Regions from separate parts of the Mus musculus genome. Here all the other regions are linked to region 1. The links are chromatin contacts, called in public Hi-C, HiChIP or PLAC-seq and promoter capture Hi-C maps. All regions are on one chromosome and are shown on one strand. The core of a region is the stretch at or near the end of the contact, and the rest is flanking DNA. Distances in the headings are between cores, read along the strand shown. Region 1 holds the start of Olfm1 (olfactomedin 1). Region 2 holds the start of Ppp1r26 (protein phosphatase 1, regulatory subunit 26). Region 3 overlaps Gm13373 (a long non-coding RNA gene). Region 4 overlaps Gm13373 (a long non-coding RNA gene).

What was found. A called contact is a pair of places that touch in the nucleus more often than the background predicts. HiChIP or PLAC-seq counts read pairs in DNA pulled down with a chosen protein or histone mark. Capture Hi-C pulls out chosen DNA fragments and counts their contacts.
Region 2: a contact with region 1 is called in a promoter capture Hi-C map of adipose tissue. The contact joins the promoter of Ppp1r26 here to the promoter of Olfm1 in region 1. A contact is called at or near these places in 20 of 39 promoter capture datasets (the 3T3-L1 cell line, 3T3-L1-derived adipocytes, the C10 cell line and 13 more), 1 of 15 datasets of contacts at CTCF or cohesin (CD8 T cells), 3 of 484 Hi-C or Micro-C datasets (bone marrow-derived macrophages and embryonic stem cells), 21 of 115 datasets of contacts at active chromatin or transcription factors (bone marrow-derived macrophages, craniofacial prominence, embryonic basal ganglia and 11 more) and 5 of 9 other capture datasets (adipose tissue, embryonic stem cells, liver and 2 more).
Region 3: an H3K27ac HiChIP or PLAC-seq map of VIP interneurons shows a contact between it and region 1, with 7 times the contacts expected there. The contact joins the enhancer-like site here to the promoter of Olfm1 in region 1. A contact is called at or near these places in 24 of 39 promoter capture datasets (the 3T3-L1 cell line, 3T3-L1-derived adipocytes, the C10 cell line and 14 more), 8 of 484 Hi-C or Micro-C datasets (B cells, the CH12 cell line, Th2 cells and 5 more), 21 of 115 datasets of contacts at active chromatin or transcription factors (the 230-238 cell line, VIP interneurons, bone marrow-derived macrophages and 15 more) and 5 of 9 other capture datasets (adipose tissue, embryonic stem cells, liver and 2 more).
Region 4: a contact with region 1 is called in a Hi-C map of bone marrow-derived macrophages, with 28 read pairs. The contact joins the enhancer-like site here to the promoter of Olfm1 in region 1. A contact is called at or near these places in 15 of 39 promoter capture datasets (the 3T3-L1 cell line, the C10 cell line, the HPC-7 cell line and 12 more), 3 of 484 Hi-C or Micro-C datasets (bone marrow-derived macrophages and embryonic retina), 7 of 115 datasets of contacts at active chromatin or transcription factors (the 230-238 cell line, VIP interneurons, embryonic basal ganglia and 4 more) and 5 of 9 other capture datasets (adipose tissue, embryonic stem cells, liver and 2 more).

Annotation. Positions count from the first base shown.
Region 1 is chr2:28,204,313-28,207,045 of GRCm38.p6, reverse strand. It overlaps Olfm1 (olfactomedin 1), which reads right to left and starts at 1,357. Exons shown (of 6, transcript NM_019498.2): 1 at 947-1,357. The coding sequence starts at 1,096.
Region 2 is chr2:28,445,514-28,448,246 of GRCm38.p6, reverse strand. It overlaps Ppp1r26 (protein phosphatase 1, regulatory subunit 26), which reads right to left and starts at 1,401. Exons shown (of 4, transcript NM_001005420.2): 1 at 1,351-1,401; 2 at 265-362.
Region 3 is chr2:28,396,576-28,399,308 of GRCm38.p6, reverse strand. All of the region lies in intron 1 of Gm13373 (a long non-coding RNA gene), which reads left to right. Among named protein-coding and RNA genes, the nearest start is that of Gm13373, 6.8 kb to the left of the region's middle. Within about 2 kb of position 1,353, at least 26 of the 459 cell types and tissues checked have an H3K27ac peak or open chromatin away from gene starts, as enhancers often do. A contact at or near this core is called in the CH12 cell line, VIP interneurons, bone marrow-derived macrophages and 2 more, where this site is marked.
Region 4 is chr2:28,342,322-28,345,054 of GRCm38.p6, reverse strand. All of the region lies in intron 2 of Gm13373 (a long non-coding RNA gene), which reads left to right. Among named protein-coding and RNA genes, the nearest start is that of Gm13373, 61 kb to the left of the region's middle. Within about 2 kb of position 1,369, at least 1 of the 459 cell types and tissues checked has an H3K27ac peak or open chromatin away from gene starts, as enhancers often do. A contact at or near this core is called in bone marrow-derived macrophages, where this site is marked.

The DNA of each region.
Region 1 (2,733 bases), core at 108-2,607:
ACAGGAGAGGCAGACCCTACAAGAGTGATAGATGGTGGTGGTGGTGGTGGTGGGTCACACCACCCAGCTCTTGGGATCAAACTGGAGGAGAATGGTCCCTCACCTGTCCTTTCCACTGAGAAGGTTATGCCAGGGTCCCTTTCCAGTGGCCCCTGACTTAAGGGTGGTCTCTGCTCAGCCTGCTCCATCTATCATGGAAGTCAGCCTTATCCAGACCCTCCACCCAACCCCCAGCCATAGCTCCCCATCCGCAGGCTGCCGATGACATGGAGATTCGATTTCCGTGTCAGAGGCCAGTAGAGAGGGGTGGGTGAAGACAGATCGGCAGCTGGGTCCCGCCCAGCTCCTCTCAACCTCCTCCAGAGTGCACGCTGAGATCTTCCAACCGAGATGAGACCGGAAGGGTCCCTTGGGATTTGGGGGGCTCAGGTGAGATCACAAGCTCTGGTCTTTTGCCTTGGGCCCCACTCTGCACTGGTCCAGTCCGTCTTTTACAAAGTAGGGCGAGCTGAGTCCTGGCTGGACCTAGCCCACAAAGGGTTTTAAGCAGCACCTCCACCCCTTACTTGCTGAGTGACCTTGGCTAAGTCCCCAAGTCCCTAGCTTCAGTTTCCTAAGCTTTGCAAAGAAAGATTTTCTAATATTAGTGAACGAGGACTCTGGACTTTGAACCCCTCCCACCATCACCAAAGCAGGTGTCCTCAAGCCCCTCCGGGGGACTGGGAGCAAAAAGCATCGCCCCGAAACGCCAGAGTGCGAGTGGCGGCCGCAGCTGAAGGCACTGCTTGGCTGCAGGGCAGAGGGTGGGCTCGTGACCCCGGCCCTTGTAACCCTCCCTCCCAGGGTGACCCCATCCTGTGCCGCACCGCCGGGCCAGCCCGGGGCTCGACCCGAGAGGAGGCAGGAGGGAGGAGGGGCCGCGAGGGCTCAAGGCGGGCGCACTTACGCCGGTGCTGCGGTCCAGCGTCCCGCCGCTGGCGGCCGAAAGCCGGGTGGTATTGAGGCCCACCAGCGAGGGCAGCGTCTGGGACATCCAGTTGGTGATCATGGCCATGGTGCTTAGCACGACCCCGATCTTCAGCAGCGGCACCGACATCGCGCCTCGAGTGGCCTCCTGCGCCCGCGCCGCGCCGGCGCCGGCTCCCGCGCCCCGGGCAGCCTCAGGCGGCGGGCACCACGGCGGGCAGGGGCGCCCGGCCGCGTCCCCGCGCCCCCTCTGCCCGCCGCCGCCCGCCGGTCTCTGCCTCCCTGTGCGCACTGGCCATCGCCGCGCCGCCCCGGCGCCGGGAGGTGACCAGGCGGCCCTGCCCGGCGCGCGCTGCCTGCCCGCGCTGCCCGCCGCTGCAGCGTCCCCGCGCGCTCCGCTCTCGAGAAGGGCCACCGGGTTCTGAGCGCGGCGCGGGCTGTGCGCGGGGGCCGCGGCCGGGGGGCGGGGACAAGGCCGGGCGGCGGCCGACGCAATCTGCCCAGGAAATGGGTGGATTTTTCCTCCGAGCTCCGGCTCCGCGACGCCCCCTGGCTGCAGGCAGCGAGGTCTGCAAACCGGTCGGCCGAAGAGTTAGGGTCACCCAGGAGGACGGATAAAACGCCGCCACAAATCGTAAAAAAAAAATATAAAACCTCAAGAATCTCGCATGGCACCCATCCACAGAACACCCCCTCGCCCAGCTCTCTCGGTCACCCTCACGGTTTTGTCTCGCCCAGGCCCGGCCTGCTTGTGGTCAAGGGTCTCCTCCCCTGCTGCTGGGCTTGCCTTCCCTGGTGGACTAAGTCCAGTCAGTTTGGGGTGTCTCCTGAGCCCCAGCAGGAAAGAGTAGCTTGGGTGGAGTCTCCAGTGTCAGCGCAGGAGTAAAGAGGTAGCTACAAAGTGAGAGACACTGCTGGGAACCTTGGACAACTACCTCAGAAGGAGGGGACAGTTGGAAGTCCTAGCGGGGGAACACCCTGGGCTTGTGGGAGCAGGTTTAAACAGAGAGGGACTGGAGGGGGGCGGTATGCCTGCTGTGCACAGTAGAGGATGAAGGAGAGAGAGTGTGCCAACCTACCGTCAGGAGCTGCTGGAAGCATAGGGCTCAGGAGGAACTAGAGGGGCCACACCCATGATTGTGGGGTATGGTACATGCACGGGGGGCGGGGAGGGGCGGGGTTAGAGTATCTGGCGTCTATGCTGTAGGCTTAGATGGACAGGGGTCCCTCGCAGGGACCCAGATCAGGGCCAGGCAAGCTTCAGCAGTATCTGTGCCAAGACTTGTAAGTCTCAGCAAAACAGAACAGCCGGCAAACACAACTTCATAGTGCTTTTGACTTTGAAGCAAGCCCTCTAAGCTGAGGAAAGCCAGTTTCTGCAGGCATTCCTCCAAGTTGTTCCAGTCCCGGGCAGGGAAAGCCAGCCTATTCGCAGCCCCCTACCCCTGCGCTCTTTCCCACCTGGTCAATTATAGACCAGGAAGAGATGTCAGAACAAAGGCAGGCCTCCTGGGGTCTGCCAAGAGGGATATGACATCTTCCGGGGGCTTGTCTCTCTGTGTTCAGTCCTCATTTGCAGAGAAAACGTCAACAGCCAAGATGACCCTGGCCCGAGTGCTGGGCGTGAGCCCTGCTGGCTCAAGAAGTCAATTGGAGTTGTTTCTCTGGTTAATGCATGGCATTCATTGGTGCCTCCAGTTTGGGTCAGATGCCAGCGAATTACAACTGTTAGGGAAGGGCGCCATCTCTCCGTGAAATCTGGTACTG
Region 2 (2,733 bases), core at 152-2,651, 240 kb before region 1:
TCGAGTAGGGTGTGGTGGGGTATGCATGCCTTAATCTCAGGTGAAGGCCAGAGGATCAGGAGTTCAAGGCTAGTACTGGTTCCTTATCTAGTTCAAAGACAGTATCTGGGCTACTTGATGCTGTCTCAACCCACCAAAGTAAACACAACAAAAAGTGCTTTCCCCGTTGGGGCAGGGCAGGGTGGGATGGGGTGAGTAACATTAATATCTTAACATGACAGCAGGTGCAGAGCCGAGGGAATAAATCAGTTTATTTCCACTCACCTGCTCACAGCTTATAACGATGGACCCAGAACTGAGCTCCTCTGACAGTCTTAATGGTTGTTGGTCCAGCTACCTGGTCAATCTTGGGAGCTGTCACTCTGGAGAACCATGAACTTCACAGTTAGAAATGTGAGCTGAAGCCAGAATTGGGGCTTTAAACTGGAGGCTCTGGGAATCAGGTTTCCAGGGTGGTTGTGGGTACAATCATCACCCCTCTCTGCCCCCCCCCCCCCAGCATGGACTCTGCACTTAACTTATGATGTAGAGGGCCCTGTACTCCAACTTAAAGTGGGTGTGGGTAAGATTTGGTCCTTAGGAGCCAGAGGTGCTGACAAGATTCGGCCCCCAGAAAAATTGTTGTGACTGCCAATCCCTGTGCACAGTGCTGGAAGCAAGGGGAGACAGATCCCCCTGCTGCCTGAGTACTGACTGCTCTTCTCACTGTCTGAGAGGGAGCCGCAGTCTGGTCTTCAGCAGGTTAATGCCAACCCTTCTCCAGTCAGTGGCAGGGCCTCCGGCTGGTCTGTGCCCCCATCCATCCATCCCCCCCGAGTAATTTTCTGGGATCCCAGGCTTAGGGAATCCGGGAGTCTCGAAGCTGTTCGTGGCAGGTCGAGAAGGCAGCCTTGAAGGCCAGGCCGGCCTCAGTGACCGGGAGCCCGCCCCTCACCTGAGCCACACCTGGGCCCGCCCGGCGCCCGCTGGCTCTCGAGGAACGCAGGGCGCAACAAGCGCCAGGCATCCGCGAGAGGCGCCTCCCGGGGGCCGGGACCCTCTCCCGTGATAACACCAGCCTCAGCCACCAACCCGATCCGGACCCTGCACGCCGCGGCCTGCACCACGAAGCCAGCCCAGCTGCCCGCCCTGCGCCCCGCGTCCCGGGAGGCGCCGGGCCCGGAGAGCGGGGAAGCACGGACACTCCCGCCCCGCCCTCCCTCGGTCGGGCGCCCGCAGCCACCGCGGAGTCCCGCGGGGACTCAGGGGCCCGGCGCGCCGTGGGAGCGCGGGAAAGGAGGGCGGGGCCGGCGCGGCGAGGGGCGGGGCGACCCCCACCCCCCACCCCGGGCCGTCTCTCCCGCCACCTACCCGCGGCGGCGGCGACCGCGCTCCGGAAGCCGTGCCCGGTGGCTGGGCATCATGGGAATGGCACGGCCGAGTTCCGGGGGAGGCGCGCGGCCCGGCCGGACCCCCGCCCGCGAGAGCGCGCCCACCTGCACTGCGAGCGCCCGCGCTCGGACACGCACGGCGCGCGGGAGGAGCGCATGGGGCAGCTTGGAAACGGCCGCGGCGCCCGCGGGACTCGGAGCCTGCGCGGGGACCCTCCTTGTCCTCCCACCCGGGGCCTGGCGCAGCTCCGGGCGCCGAGAGCGTGCGCAGCCCAGGGGTTCAGGAGGTCGCGCGCGTCGGCAAGTTGGCCACGGCGAGAGGCGTGGCCGTGAAGAGAAGGAGGGCGGCCGGACCCTCGCACATACCTTCTTTTTGGTCCAGATCCAGTGGCCCCCGCGTGCCTGGCATCTGCTCACAGTTGCCCTTCCTATCCTCAAACACAGCAAAGGTGTGCTTCCTTGCCTGCAGTTTGCACCCAGCTCAAGATTGTGCTTAGTTTGCCTGCTCTGGACACCGCGGGGCCTTCTGGGCTACCCAAGTCCCTTTACATTGTAGAACGCTTCTATATGTCTATGCACAATGCCCCCTCTCCCCACTTTAGCCAGATCTTAGAGTGTGCTTAAAGATAGGAACCCTGAGGCTGAGGAGAACTAAGCAACAGGAGTCATGCAGGGTGACCTTGCTCCACATTCACACCAGTGGTCTTAGGAACAGGTGGGATAGGACTAGCTTCCGCCAACGCGGTCAGGATTATACAGTGGAATTTCTTGGCTCTGTGGCACACTGTATGTGATGTCGGAAATCTCCCTAGTTTTCTTTTACTTTTTAGACATGTCTGGAGATTCTGTATTGATCATGTCAGGGAACAAGCCAGGCTCACCCCCGGCCCTAGGCACTCACCCTGTCTGATAAGGCAGAGGAAATGATTAGAGAGTGCCAGGGATCTGACAGGAGAAACCCCTAGAGACTTGTTATATAAATGAGCCTGACCTCAAACTTACACAGATCCACTCGCCTCTGTCTTCAGAGTGTTGGGATTAAAGGCAAGTGCCATCACACCTGGCCTGAGTTTTTGTCACTATGAAGTAATATTATGAACATTTAGAGAGAATTACACAACCAATAATACCATCACCAAGATGTAGCTGTAGGCCTATTTTGGAATGCTTTTAGTGTTGTGAGAAACACCTTTGGGTGTCCCTGAAGCCACTCTGTGTATGTCTCCTGGTCTAATGCCTAGAAGACAGTAGTCTGCTTGGGAGAGATGCGAGGTGCTGACACTTGGCAGGTGCCCTTCAGAGATGAGGACTGTTTGGTTATTTTCTACTGCTGTGAAGAGACACCATGACCAAGGCAACTTAT
Region 3 (2,733 bases), core at 104-2,603, 190 kb before region 1:
AGCTGCCTGGAAGACAGTTTTTTCCTGCCTGTCTTTGGATCAAGATGTAGAACTCTTGGTTTCTTCTCCAGCACCATGTCTGCCTGGATGCTGCCATGCTTCCTGCCATGATGATAATGGGCTGAACCTCTGAACTGTAAGCCAGCCCTAATTAAACGTTGTCCCTTATAAGGACATGGTTTCTCTCCTCAGAAATGGAAACCCTAACTAAAACAGACACCTTGTCTCAAAAACAAAACAAAACAAAACCAAAACCAAAAACAAACAAAAAAAAAAAAACCCAACCAATCAACCTCAACCAAAATCACAATCACTACCACAGCAACAAAATCCTCAGCCCAACCAAACCAAACAAAAAAGAAATAGGTACTTGATAAAGGAAACCCACAGATCCAGTTCTGCTCCCCAGAGGCTCCCAGCCCTGCTCAGTCTTGCCTAGGAATTTAGGACTGAGGGCACAGAAAGATCAAGCTTTGGGGGACATGAGCTGCTTCAGAGGACATGGTAATCTCCACTTCCAGGACGCCCACTCTATCTGTCCTACTCTGTCACACCTTACCCACCTGTCCTGTCAAGTCCTACTTGGTCCCACCCTTACCTGTGATGACCTGGATTGTCTCTTTGGATACCCTGGGAGCAGCAGGTACACTTATCAGAGGGAGCAGGAAGGTATATGTGGGGTTCTGTAGAGGTTCACAGAGCTGGTCCCTCACTAGATTCTCCATCACCCTTGACATGACTCTTTCATAGTGGACTCTCTTGGGATGGATTAGACCTTCTAGACCCCAGGGGTCCCAATTTTAATGTGTTCATGAGTGCAGGGTTGCATTTCCCATCCCTCAATGGAAGCAGGAGTGAGCACTGGACAGGGTTCAGGGATGGGATGGGAAGAGTGCGGCAGGGTTCCATGGCAGAGGGCTAGCTAGCATCCACAAGGAGAGGAGAAGCCTTGAGGAATGAGAAGCTCATGGGATGCAGCCCAGTGCATGCCCCACCTGTAGACTGACCTCTCAGGGCATCCCTCACATCTCTCCCTTCCCATTCTCCTTGCATCCAGTGGCATAGGAAGCTTGGGACTAGAGTGGCCTGGGCTCTACAGGCTCAGTATTGACTGCCATAGCCCTCCATGGTCTACCCCCACTGTGACCATCAGGGTCTCAGGTGTATGGCTTTTGGGGACATCTCCAGTAACAGGCTCTTTCTCACAAGAAGCCCCCATGCTCTTGCTGTCCCACTTAGGGGCCTCTAGAAACTCTACAGTTTATAAGGGAGAAGAGTTTGCCCTATTTGCATGTGGAACCTCCAGACAGGGCCATTTGTTAGCTTGGAGCTAGCAAGGAGGAAGTTGGGCCTGGTGGCTATGAGCATAGGAAGGAGTGTTACTATGTGACTCAAAATAAGCCCTCACTCTAAGCTTCAGTTTCCCTTCTGAGGAATGGGGATAACCCTCATAGTGGTGCCCTGGGACCTCTTTGAGTAGGGTACCTTTGGCTGCATGGATGCCCCCACTCTTGGGCTGGGGGCTTCTCTAAAGGACAGACCAGCAATTAGCGTGCCTTGTGAGGATGGTGTGAAATGACAGCTGATGGCCGCTGGCCGTGAGCTGCTTGTGGCTTTTTAAAAGGTCCTGGTGATCTTGTCTGGCTGCTCATTTGCAGTGTCTGTAGAGAAAGCAAATGCCAGCCTCTGCTGGTTTAGGCAGGCTGATCACAAAGCCCTAATTAGCAGTGTCTGAAATAATGAGGTTTTCCTGTGTTCTCATTACATGGAAATTACTTCTGGAAAGCAACTTGGAAGGGCATGGAGGTGTGAGGCAGCCTTTTCTGGAGGGCACTGGTCACTAGACCAATGGCTAAGCGCTTTGCCTTGAAGGCCACCAGGGAGAAGTCCTGGGATGAGGGGCAGTACCCTCTTTTTGACCCTGGGGAAGACCACAGTGGGAGACTGAAGGCTGGATACAGGTAAAGGAGGCTTGAGAAATCCAGGTTTGGGAGCCACCCCCTGACATCTTCTCACCTTGGAGGGTAGTGACAGGCATTCCCAGTCATGAGAGGAAGGAAGTTAGAGGAACAGCAGCCCCTGCTTGCCTGCCTTAAAATGATGCTCTTTGGCAGACAGCAGGATGTCTTTAAATTTTCATGGGCTCCCCTTGGTGGAGGCCTGTTGTCCACAGCCTTAAGCCAGGTCTGTGCTGTGTTCACGAGTGCCACCCCTTGGCAAGCCTGTCTCCTTTAGTCACGAGATGAGTGATGGCTTTATGGCCAGTGGAGCCCTGCTTCTTGCTGGCTGGGATGCTGTCAGAGTGAATTCACTTTCTAATAATGCATTGTTAACATGACTATTAAATGCCTGGGACTCTTTTTTTTGTCTCTAAATGGTGTTTGCCAGTGGCTGTGTGTATATCATCTGAAAGTGAGCTCTTACTGCATCTGTATGTCTCCAGTCACCAAGGCCATGCTAGGTAAGGGCCCGATTAGCTAATGGATTCCAGGGATCCATAGCAGGCATGGTGTCCAGGAGACTTCCAGGGGGTCTGCTGGGCAACGAGATCTCAGGCACCGTGAAGCCCAGTGTGTTTGTGTCCTGTCGCAGAGGCTGCTATCTCCTTGGCCTGGAGCAGTTCTGAGCTGTACACATAGACATACAGACATACACATGGAGCAAGACCCTTCTCATAGGAAGTATTTCGAGTCATCCCAGAGGCTTCCAGCCACATTGGAAGGTCTGTCCCTA
Region 4 (2,733 bases), core at 120-2,619, 140 kb before region 1:
CTCACTGTGAACTGGGGCTGTCTGTGTTCTCTTCCTCAGTCTTTATAATTTATTTTCATGGTTTTGTATTAGCCTGCTTCTCTCTTGCATATTTTTAGATAAGTTCACACGTTTTCAGCTTTTCCAAAACAATTATTTAACACCTTAAATTTCCTTGTATACATATTGTTTTAGCGTTATTTCTCAAGTTTTGACACATAGTATTCTTTTAAAAGTAACTTTTATTCATTTATTTTTTTATGTGTATGTGTGCATGTCTTCATCTGTGTGTGTATCCTGTGTGTGCAGTGCCTGTGGAGTCCAGAAGGAATTATCAGATCCTCTGGGGCTTGCCTTACAGACTGTTGTGAGCCACTATGTGATGGTGGGACTTGAACCTGTGACCTCAGGAAGAGCACTCAGTGCTCATAAGCACTGTCTCTCTAGCCCCAGTGTACAGTGTGCAGTATTCTTTACTACATTCCAGGATAAGTACATTGAATTTCTGCTGCGAGGCTTGAACCCTGCGTTGGGGTTGTTCTTCTTGCTCTCCCAGCACAGTCTTCCTAGTTTTCCCTCTGTGCTTACAGGACCTGGCCTGGAAATTGCCAAGGCTCTCGACTTCCGGAGACATGTTTTAGTGCAGCATGGAATCCATTTTGAAAACATTGTCTTTTGCACTATAAAGAGTGCGCACTTGTTAGCTGTGCTATTCAATTTTCCATGTCCCTGCTGACTTAGTAATGTCCCCAATCTGTCATGGCAGTGAAGCCGTTTTGCCGGAGTGTGATATGACCACGACTGTCTTGAAGTTGAGTAGCTGTGCTGACTTACAGAAGACCTTGACCATAGCCAGGACAGTGAAACAGGCAGAATGATAGGCTGACAGCCAGGTCTGAGGTTATGGTGACGAGGCGTCCCTGTGGAAGGAGCAGGGGCCATTAGGGAACATTTGCTAAGAATCTACCATACTCCCTGCTGCTTCAGTTGCCCAGGTCTTGGGGTGCTATTTACAGTGAGTGGTGATGGGCTGGGGGTGCACAGGGACAGCCTTTCCTGAGTAGCCTACGCTGGGAGCAAGACTTGCTGGTGATGCTCCTGCCTCTGAGTGACTTATGTGCCTGTGGATAATTTGAATAGCGCCATTACTTTACCTAGTTGGGTTTGGATAGGGCTCATTCTTTGGACTGTTAGTGCCCTCCCTCTAGGATGAGTAGAGACTAAGTATACCAGGAAAACATTCTGCTACAGTCAAGTCCAAGAGGCATGTCTTCTCTGAGCCACAGGACTCCCCTTTTAACCTTTAAAAGCCTGTCAGTTCCCACTCTGTAGCCACTGTAGTGGCTTAAATGGGAACTACCCCTCACAGGCTTATGGATTTAAACAGTTGCTCCCTGGTGCTGCTGCTGTTTGATGAGGTCATGGGGGAAGTTTAGCCTTACTGGAGGAATTACATCCCTGGAGATTTCATAGCCTCACTTCTCTCTCTCTCTCTCTCTCTCTCTCTCTCTCTCTCTCTCTCTCTCTCACTCACTTTCCTTCTCCCTCTCCTTCCCTCCCTCTCCCCCTTCCTGCCTCCCTCTCCCCTCTCCCTCTCCCCTTTCTCCCCCCTCTCCCCCTCCCTCTCCCTTTCTTCCTCCCCCTCTCCCTTCCCCTCTCTATCTCCCCCTCCCCCTCCCCCCTCTTCCTATCCTTCTCCCTTCCCCCTTCCTTTTGAGGAACTGCCAGACTGATTTCCAGAGTGGCTGTACAAGCTTGCAATCCCACCAACAATGGAGGAGTGTTCCTCTTTCTCCACATCCTTGCCAGCATCTGCTGTCACCTGAATTTTTGATCTTAGCCATTCTGACTGGTGTGAGGTGGAATCTCGGGGTTGTTTTGATTTGCATTTCCCTGATGATTAAGGAGCTGAACATTTTTTCAGGTGCTTCTCAGCCATTCGGTATTCCTCAGGTGAGAAGTCTTTGTTTAGCTCTGAGCCCATTTTTAATGGGGGTATTTGATTTTCTGGAGTCCACCTTCTTGAGTTCTTTATATATATTGGATATTAGTCCCCTATCTGATTTAGGATAGGTAAAGATCTTTTCCCAATCGGTTGGTGGCCTTTTTGTCTTATTGGCGGTGTCTTTTGCCTTACAGAAGCTTTGCAATTTTATGAGATCCCATTTGTCGATTCTCGATCCTATAGCACAAGCCATTGCTGTTCTATTCAGGAATTTCCCCCCTTTGCCCATATCTTCGAGGCTTTTCCCCACTTTCTCCTCTATAAGTTTCACTGTCTCTGGTTTTATTTGGAGTTCCTTGATCCACTTAGATTTGACCTTAGTACAAGGAGATAGGAATGGATCAATTTGCATTCTTCTACATGATAACCGCCAGTTGTGCCAGCACCATTTGTTGAAAATACTGTCTTTTTTCCACTGGATGGTTTTAGCTCCCTTGTCAAAGATCAAGTGACCATAGGTGTGTGGGTTCATTTCTGGGTCTTCAATTCTATTCTTTTGGTCTACTTGTCTGTCGCTATACCAGTACCATGCAGTTTTTATCACAATTGCTCTGTAGTAGCTTTAGGTCAGGCATGGTGATTCCACTATAGGTTCTTTTATCATTGAGAAGATTTTTGCTATCCTAGGGTTTTTTTTTTTTTTTTTTTTTGTTATTCCTGATGCCTTTGCAAATTGCCCTTTCTAATTCGTTGAAGAATTGAGTTGGAATTTTGATGGAGATTGCATTGAATCTGTAGATTGCTTTTGG